2 separate regions of the Mus musculus genome follow, and region 2 is linked to region 1. The links are chromatin contacts, called in public Hi-C maps. All regions are on one chromosome and are shown on one strand. Each heading gives the region's core, a stretch centred on a gene start, on an enhancer-like site or on the middle of the called end of the contact. The rest is flanking DNA. Distances are from core to core; before and after follow the strand shown. Region 1 holds the start of Rabl3 (RAB, member RAS oncogene family-like 3). Region 2 holds the start of Cox17 (cytochrome c oxidase assembly protein 17, copper chaperone).

What was found. Hi-C and Micro-C count contacts between places; a contact is called where the count stands out from the background.
Region 2: a contact with region 1 is called in a Hi-C map of CD8 T cells, with 6 times the contacts expected there. The contact joins the promoter of Cox17 here to the promoter of Rabl3 in region 1. A contact is called at or near these places in 2 of 39 promoter capture datasets (the C10 cell line and pre-B cells), 3 of 484 Hi-C or Micro-C datasets (CD4 T cells, CD8 T cells and pre-B cells) and 1 of 9 other capture datasets (liver).

What each region holds. Positions count from the first base shown.
Region 1 is chr16:37,537,673-37,541,642 of GRCm38.p6, forward strand. It overlaps Rabl3 (RAB, member RAS oncogene family-like 3), which reads left to right and starts at 2,222. Exons shown (of 8, transcript NM_001042499.1): 1 at 2,222-2,288. The coding sequence starts at 2,243. It overlaps Gtf2e1 (general transcription factor II E, polypeptide 1 (alpha subunit)), which reads right to left and starts at 2,117. Exons shown (of 5, transcript NM_028812.4): 1 at 1,981-2,117.
Region 2 is chr16:38,345,255-38,349,224 of GRCm38.p6, forward strand. It overlaps Cox17 (cytochrome c oxidase assembly protein 17, copper chaperone), which reads left to right and starts at 1,745. Exons shown (of 3, transcript NM_001017429.2): 1 at 1,745-1,953. The coding sequence starts at 1,847.

The DNA.
Region 1 (3,970 bases), core at 972-3,471:
ATTTTGCTTTCTGCATGCTCAGCAGCTGACAGAATAGGACATAATGGCCTCAGAAACACGCAAAATGCCTAAGGACAGATGGACGCCAGCACAGCCTATTGTTTTCTGACTTCCTTTCCATTGCTTTGCTCTCCTCTGTCCCACCTCAGACACTGTATGCTCCAGACCATTGGTTCTCAACCCTGACTGTAAAGCAATCACCTAGGCAACATTTTTAAGTCTACTAACACTGGGCCCCATTTCCAAGAGTTCTGTTTCAGTTACTATAGAAGGGCCAGATTAGGAACGCAGCTACTTTTAAAATGCCTTTAGATTACTCTAATGTGCAACAAGTCCCTGATCATTGCTCTAATCTGTCCCATGGCCATGACCATTTTGTATCCTTCAAATGAACATCCTGCATGGAGAGGACTAGTACTTGCTGTTCAGCCTGTTTCCTCTGTCTGATACTCCTCTGGGTGTCCTGAAAATCAGTACAAAGGGACGTTATCAATACTCTTCCAGCCAATAGTTTGAAGCTTGGAAATCCCAGGTCAGCTTCTTAGTGTTAGCCCCAGAAAATCCACAGCCTTCATTTCTTCACATATAAAATAATTAAAGAGCCTTTCTCACACAGGGCTTTGCTCCTTCCCCACATCCCCAATTAAGATAAATCAAGAGTATTCAATCTCTGGGCTTCTTAAAGCTCCTTAAATCAAGTTCTAAAACTGACAGCCCATACAGAACGTTTTCAACAACTTTATGAATTGGTTGTCGACATTTAAAAATCTTGGGTGCCTATAAATCCCAACTGCCTACTCCTCTTGCAGATTGGAAGTAAATGGCCAAAGTCAGACCATGTTCCTATATTAGCTAGTCTCTATGGCAGGTGACACTTAAGTAACTTCTCTGTCTGTGGAGGCTTCTTGGTGTGGTAGCTAGTGGTCTTCATTTATCTTCTTCTCTTCACAGTAATCAGGCATCTCATCTCCCAACGTCACCTTACCCAGTCCAGACCTAGATTCTAGTTGTAAAAACTTTTAAGGACCACTGTGCCCCTGGTGTGGAACTGGGAGAATCAAAAGTTCAAACCACTCTGCTTTTTTAGCAAAGTCATCCTCATATCCACCCTCAGTCCTCAAAGCTAAGCCCAAACCTTTCTCCTACTGTAGTTAGGCTTTGGGTAATGTTTCCTGGCCTTCTCAAATCCCCAACAGTGGCATCCAACACTCTCCCTCGCATTTCCTCAGAATTTGTACAGTTTCTACTTCGAAGGCCTCTTGTTCATTAATGCTAGCGCCTAGCATATTCTACTGAGATACCTGAACTTTCAATACATCCTCTGGGCACGTGTTCTTGTAGCATATCCATCCTGCCAGCTTCCACACAAATCACTTGTTTCACACCTGCATCCCAATAATGAGCGCTATAAGCCATCTTTTTTTTTTCTTTTTAAATTTAACTTGTAATTGCTTTAAGCAAGGAGCTACTACATTAAACTTGTGATTTTTGAAAAAACTATGCTGGATGAAAAGGGATTTAAAAAAAAAACACAAAGTGGGTGCAGGAAGCCCTTTTAGTTAGACTATTTTTAAATACTACTTCCCAAGTTCTAGAAGAACGTGGATCCTACAGAGCCTCTACAGTTTTCTGTTACTGTATTTTACGAACTCTCCATTCCTTCGTCCTACGACGGAGACAGCTCCGGACCGAGGTGCCCTCCACCAGCTGTGTTCAGACATGTCCAGACCCCGAGACCCCACAGTCCCTCAGACGCGCCCAGGGGCTTCCCGGGCCACACTCGACGCCGCCAAGCCCGTCCTACCCGAGGTCGCACATGGGCCGCTCCGGGGCAATGGTTCTTTAGAAGACTAAGAAGAGGACCAAAGCAAGAGGTGGCCGAGGAGAGGGGACTAGACAAGGAAGGGGACGGATAGAAGAAACCATGAAATGCCACGCCAGGTCAGAAACCGGGAACAAGGACGGGAGAATGAGGTTTACCCAAGTGGATGCTCGAACACTCCCACTACAGCCGCCCTCAGCACCTCAACTACCGGCTTCAGCCAGCCCACGCCACTTGCGAGACAAGGACGAACGCCTAATTCCTGCGACCGGTTTGGAAACCGCCCGCTAATCCGCACCCCGAAGCTTTCGATCAGTCACGCTCTGACCGACCAATGAGATGATTTGCCCTGCCCACAAGCCCTGCGCTGATTGGTGAGAATCCAGGAACGGGCGTCAACCTCAAGGAAATCGTGGCAAGATGGCGTCCCTGGATCGGGTGAAGGTTCTGGTGTTGGGAGACTCAGGTGAGCCGCTTAACCCACGTCTGGGACTACCAACACGCCCGAGCTTCCCGACACCGCTCTCTCTTCGCTGTTTACCCCCCCAGCTGCCTAGCGCTTAGGTCGACAGCTGAAATTCCTTTCAAGACCTTAAAACTACACTTCCCAGAGGACTTTGCTCCTTTTGTCGACGTGGTGGCGTGGCGGGAGGTGGGGGGCGCGGAGTCTATGGGTGGAAAAGGGACTAGTTCCACTCACTATCACTCCTAGTGACCCTCTAGGAAAATTTTTGCTTCCTGTCCCCACAACCCTAGGTTCTGCTGGCCTAGAAGTTTTGGTTCCAGAGAGGGGAGAGCTCCTACCAGGAGCCACAAAAAACATTCCAGTTCTTCCACTGCAAGCTTTGTTGCTGGGGAGTGGGTGTGGGGTAAGACATGGTCTCACTAAGTAGTCCTGACTAACGTAGAACTAGCTATGTATATCAGGCTAGTCTAAAACTCACTATATAAACAAGGCAGGCCTAAAATGAAGAGATACACCTGCCTCTGCCACTGTATTAGTCAGGGTCCTCTAGAGTCACAGAACTTATGGGTAGTTTCTTATAGTAAGGGAATTTGTTGATGACCTACGGTCTGTAGCCCAACTCCCCAACAATGGTCAGCAGCAGCTGTGAATGGAAGTCCAAGGATCTAGCAGTTGCTCAGTCCCACAAGGCAAGCAAACGAAGAAGAATCTTCCTCCTTCCAATGTCCTTAAGTAGGTCTCCAGCAGAAGGTGTAGCCCAGATTAAAGGTGTAGGCCTCCCTGCCTGGTGCTGGGACTTGCTTTGTCCCAGATGACCTTGAACTCAGAGATCTCCTTGTCTTAGTCTCCTGGGATTCATAGCCACTATGCCTCAAGATCCAGGTCAGAAACTTGAATCTCCCAGCCACGAGATCAGGATCACAGTGAGCCCTCCAATTCTGGATTGTAGTTCATTCCAGATATAGTCCAGCTGACAACCAAGAATAGCCACTACAGCCGCCGACCTTCTTTAAGACAAGCTCTCCCCTTGGCCTGGAGCCCCTAGGCTAAGGCTGTCAGGCCAACAAACATCAGGGATTGCCTCTCTCTGCCTCCCCAGCACTGACATTAGAGACGTGTGCCTCTTTGCCTGGCTGCTGTGTGTCAGTTCTGTGAACACAACTCGGGTTCTCATGCTTGTAGGGCAAGCACTGAGCCCCATGCGGTTCTTTTGTTTGTTTTTAAGTACACTTTGTATATGATCACAATAACAACATGGTATAATAGAGAAAGTCATATGGCTGGCAATAGTGCTCTAAGGTGATGTTGTTGTTTGGTTTTTTTTTTTTTATACTTTCTCAGTTTTTGGTAATAGAGTTTTTATAATAAAAAGTAAATATTAATGATAGGTCTATATATAACATTGCACAACAAAGAGATTTCCCAAGTGTTTGATACAATTAACAACAGCCAGGTAAATGAATGAGTGACTCCACACCCGCAAATAAAAGACTCATAGCCATGAAAATAGAAGACTCATCTCTTTCCTCTCCACCTAGCTCTTGAAGAGGTGCCCTTTAGTGTTAATGAAAAGATTGCCTGAGCCCAATAGATCTAAAAGGGGGTGAAGCATTGCTTCAAAATTAATAGGCATGATGAAGGAAAGCAAGTGGAATTACCATCATCGTCATTCAGAGGATAAG
Region 2 (3,970 bases), core at 495-2,994, 810 kb after region 1:
AATGAGAGGAAAACTTATCAGTTGCAATAAAGTTCCAATTCTCCTCCTCCTCCTCCTCCTCCTCCTCCTTCTCCTCCTCTGCTCCTTCTTTTTGTGGTCTACAATTTGTATCAAAGTCAGTCCTCACAATCCTTACATTTTCCAGTTCTACTCTTTTTCTTCTTTGTTCATTTACTCTACACAAAAATGCAGTAGCGCCAGTAAATACAGGTGAGTGGTTTGAAAGTGAAAGTTACTTTGCCTTTAGATACATTGCACAGGATAGTGCATGGACCATGGGGAGAGATGGAACCTCATGAGCTATGTAGCTCTGAATGAATCATATGCCCTTCTGAACCTCCGTTTGTTATGAAGATTAAATGCCTCTCACGCTCAACTCTATACAGGGAAGCTGTGATGCTGAAGATTATATTGATCCTAGTTGAATTTAAGAAATGCCAGGAAAAGGCATTTTTAATTCTGTTAATTGGTATAATGACAAATATCTGATTGCACAATTAATAAAACCAGTTTAGGAGCTGAGGGTATGTAACCCAGTTTGTAGACTATTTGCCTAACATGCAGGAAGTCCTTATATACCAGGAAAGGATGGCACACACTTGTAATTCCAACATTTAATAATCAGTTCAGGGTCATCCACAGATCATTCAAGGCCAGCTTAGGCTAGAGACTTTGTCTATAAATATTTATATTAAAATTAAAACCACTTTTTTGGGTGTGTGTGAAGAAATGGCTCACTGGTTAAGAGTATTGGCTGCTCTTCTGGAGATTCTGAGTTCAATTCCCAGCAATTACATGGTGGCTCATGACTATCTGTGATGAGATCTGATGCCCTCTTCTGGTGTGTCTGAAGACAGCTACAGTGTACTCAGATACATACAATAAATAACTACAAACCACTTTTTTCCTGACCTACAGCTAGTTTAAGGAAGCCACTCAATGCTGTACATCTTAGTGAACTTGAATACAATTAGAATGGTTGATTTGAAGCAATGGAGCTCTACTGAGGGGGTTACACTTTCAGTATCAGTTACCATGTCATTTACTTATCCAAAACACACACACACACACACACACACACACACACACACACACAGAGAGAGAGAGAGAGAGAGAGAGAGAGAGAGAGAGAGAGAAACAGAGACAGAGAGACAGAGACAGCCCATCACAGTTGTTGAAAGTAGAAAAAAATCTTATCTTCTTTCATGACTACTGTGTCATGATATATTATCTGAAAATTTAGCATATATGCCGGAGAGAAATAGGAGGTAGGGGGCCTTTGTATCTGTATCTGCAGAATGTCTACAAAGCAGGAAGGAAGAAAGACCATAAAATATCCCAGGGTGGAACCCGGATCTGCTACTGCTTGTCCAGTACCAAAAGGTCAGCCCTGAAAATACGAATACAGTTAGCATTATACTGGACTGAATGGGTCATATAGGAATATATGTATGCATGTATACATATAAGCATGCAATAACAATTAGGGAGGAAAAGGCCATGAATTTGAAGGATAGTGGGGAATGGGTATGTATATGTAAGGATTTGTAGAAAGGAAAGGGAAAGGGAAAATGATGTAATTAAATTACAATCTCAAAAACAAAACAAAAACAAAAACCATTCTGGGTGACCTTTTAACCTTTGCGCCAGCGCTGACGCCACGCCCTTGGAGCGAGGCCTTGTACCACTTCTTTTGCGCACGCGCTTCTTAGACTTACTTCCGTCCGGAGAGGCGGGACTTCCTGTCCCCCTTCGATTGACTGCGGAAGTGGAGACAGACGGCTCAGGGTAGTCGGAGTTTGGGAGCTTTGCGCGTGTGCGCTCATAGTTGCTTTCGCCTGGAAAGATGCCGGGACTGGCGGCCGCTAGCCCTGCCCCGCCCGAGGCTCAGGAGAAGAAGCCACTGAAGCCCTGCTGTGCCTGCCCGGAAACCAAGAAGGCGCGTGATGCGTGGTCAGTGCGTAGCCCGGGAGGGAAGCCCGGGCTTTAGCAGCTCGGCTCCACTCTGCTCTCTGGGACTCTGGAGATGCAGGGACCCATAGTTCCGCTGTCCTCTCTGCTCCCTGATCCCGCACCCCAGTCTCAGTTAGGGGTCAACGGAGAGGGCAAGAGGTTACATTGATCCCAAGGTTCTCGTCCTTCATTCCTTACTACGATTGCATTTTAGTCTTCTTAGGGATAAGACCCAGATAAATAGAAGTGCGTAAAGATGCTTCTTGATTTAAAGGCATTTAAAATATGTGGAGATTTGTTACCAGCCAATACTATACCACCAGCTGTGATAGATTTACTAAGACCTAGGTGTAAATTTTTCAGGTAATCTTTAGTAATTTTTTTTTTTTTTGGTCGAAACGTGTGAATAGTAGAACACAGGATACATTTCTGAAGGGATACCCTTTCCAAGAAGTTAAAAGTCAACCTGTCTGGAGCTGGAGAGATGGCTAAGTGGATAAAAGCCCTGGTTGACCTTCCAGAGGGCCTAGTTTCGATTCCCAGCACCCACACGACTGTTAACAATCTTGTGTAATTCCAACCCCAGAATAATCTGACACCCCCTTCTAGCTATTGCGGGCACTGCACACACATGGTGTGCAGGCAAAACACCTATACACATAAAAACAAATTGTAAAACTTGTCTACAGGACAGAGGTGATATTAATGTTCATCGACTTTATCATCAAGTCACAAAAGGTTTTGTTTGGTCTCCTCCCTTTTATGTAGCCTGGGTTCTGGGGCAGATACTGAAGTCCTCAGTGTGGCTATGCATCTCCATCTTCTCCCATCAAAGCAGAAAAATACTCGGAGAAACAAATATGGATTCTCATGGTGTGATTTCATTACCGGAGAGACTGAAACAGTTTTAAGTCTAGCCTGAACATCCGAGTGAGACCATGTCTCAAAATAAAAATAGAAAAATACACAAAACAAAGTATTCCTTGGTATTGTAAGGTAATAAGAGTGTAACCAGTTATTATTATCACTACCTATAAATGGAGAATTTAAAGATCGATCTGATACCAAGGTTCTTGAAATACCAAGGTAACCTGCTTAAGGAGACTTTGGTGTGGCTCAAGACTCAGAGCTTAGAAATACAGTCAGGCTTTGAATCTTCTCCCTCCAAGTTGGTGACCTTATGCAAGGTACTTAACAAGTCTGCTTCACACGTGTGTTGAACGAGTCCCGCATTTCTGTAAGGTTTAGCAGTGGGTGTCGGTGGTAAGGGGAAGCTAGCTGTTATACGGAACTCACTGTCACACCCAGTCTTCTCATCTGCTGGTAAGGATGGTAATAGGAGAACCTCTTATTCTTTTTGAGACAGGGTTTTGCCATGTAGCCCAAGCTGGCCTCCTCCTGAGGAGTCTCCTGTCTTAGCTTCCCGAGCATGATTACAGGGGTGTTTCAGTACATTTGGGCTCTTGTGACTACTCTTAGGATTTTATCATCACAGACCCTTAACCTTCTGAAGAACGATTCATCTTGGTTGCTCGTGGCTACCAGATCTCTTTTGATGTTTATGTTGTTGGGTGTTTAATGATTAAAGGTAGGCTTAGGTATTTGGATGTAAGAGGAAAAGGAGAAACAGGAAGTTAATTTCTGTGTGATAGGAGGACCAAACGTTAGACTCTTTCCTCGTCATTTTATGTAAATATTCAGTTTATTTCATTATAAAGAAATGTTTATTATTCCTTGGGTATAGAATAAAGGCATCATTTGCTACACATAATTATTTCATCTAATTAGAACCTTCCCCAGACAACAACAAAAACAAACGTTAAGACCTTAGTTCTATGGAACACTTTTGTGGGAACAGAACCATCTTAAGAGCAAATACCAGAGAGCAAAGGAGCTGAGCTGGTTGGTGTAGTAGGGATTTGTTTGTCACTCCAGCTACATCTGCACGTGCCCTGTCTCACTCCCTGTCACAGATTCTCCATGAATGTGCTTGTCGTCTATTTATTAGGTAACGAGT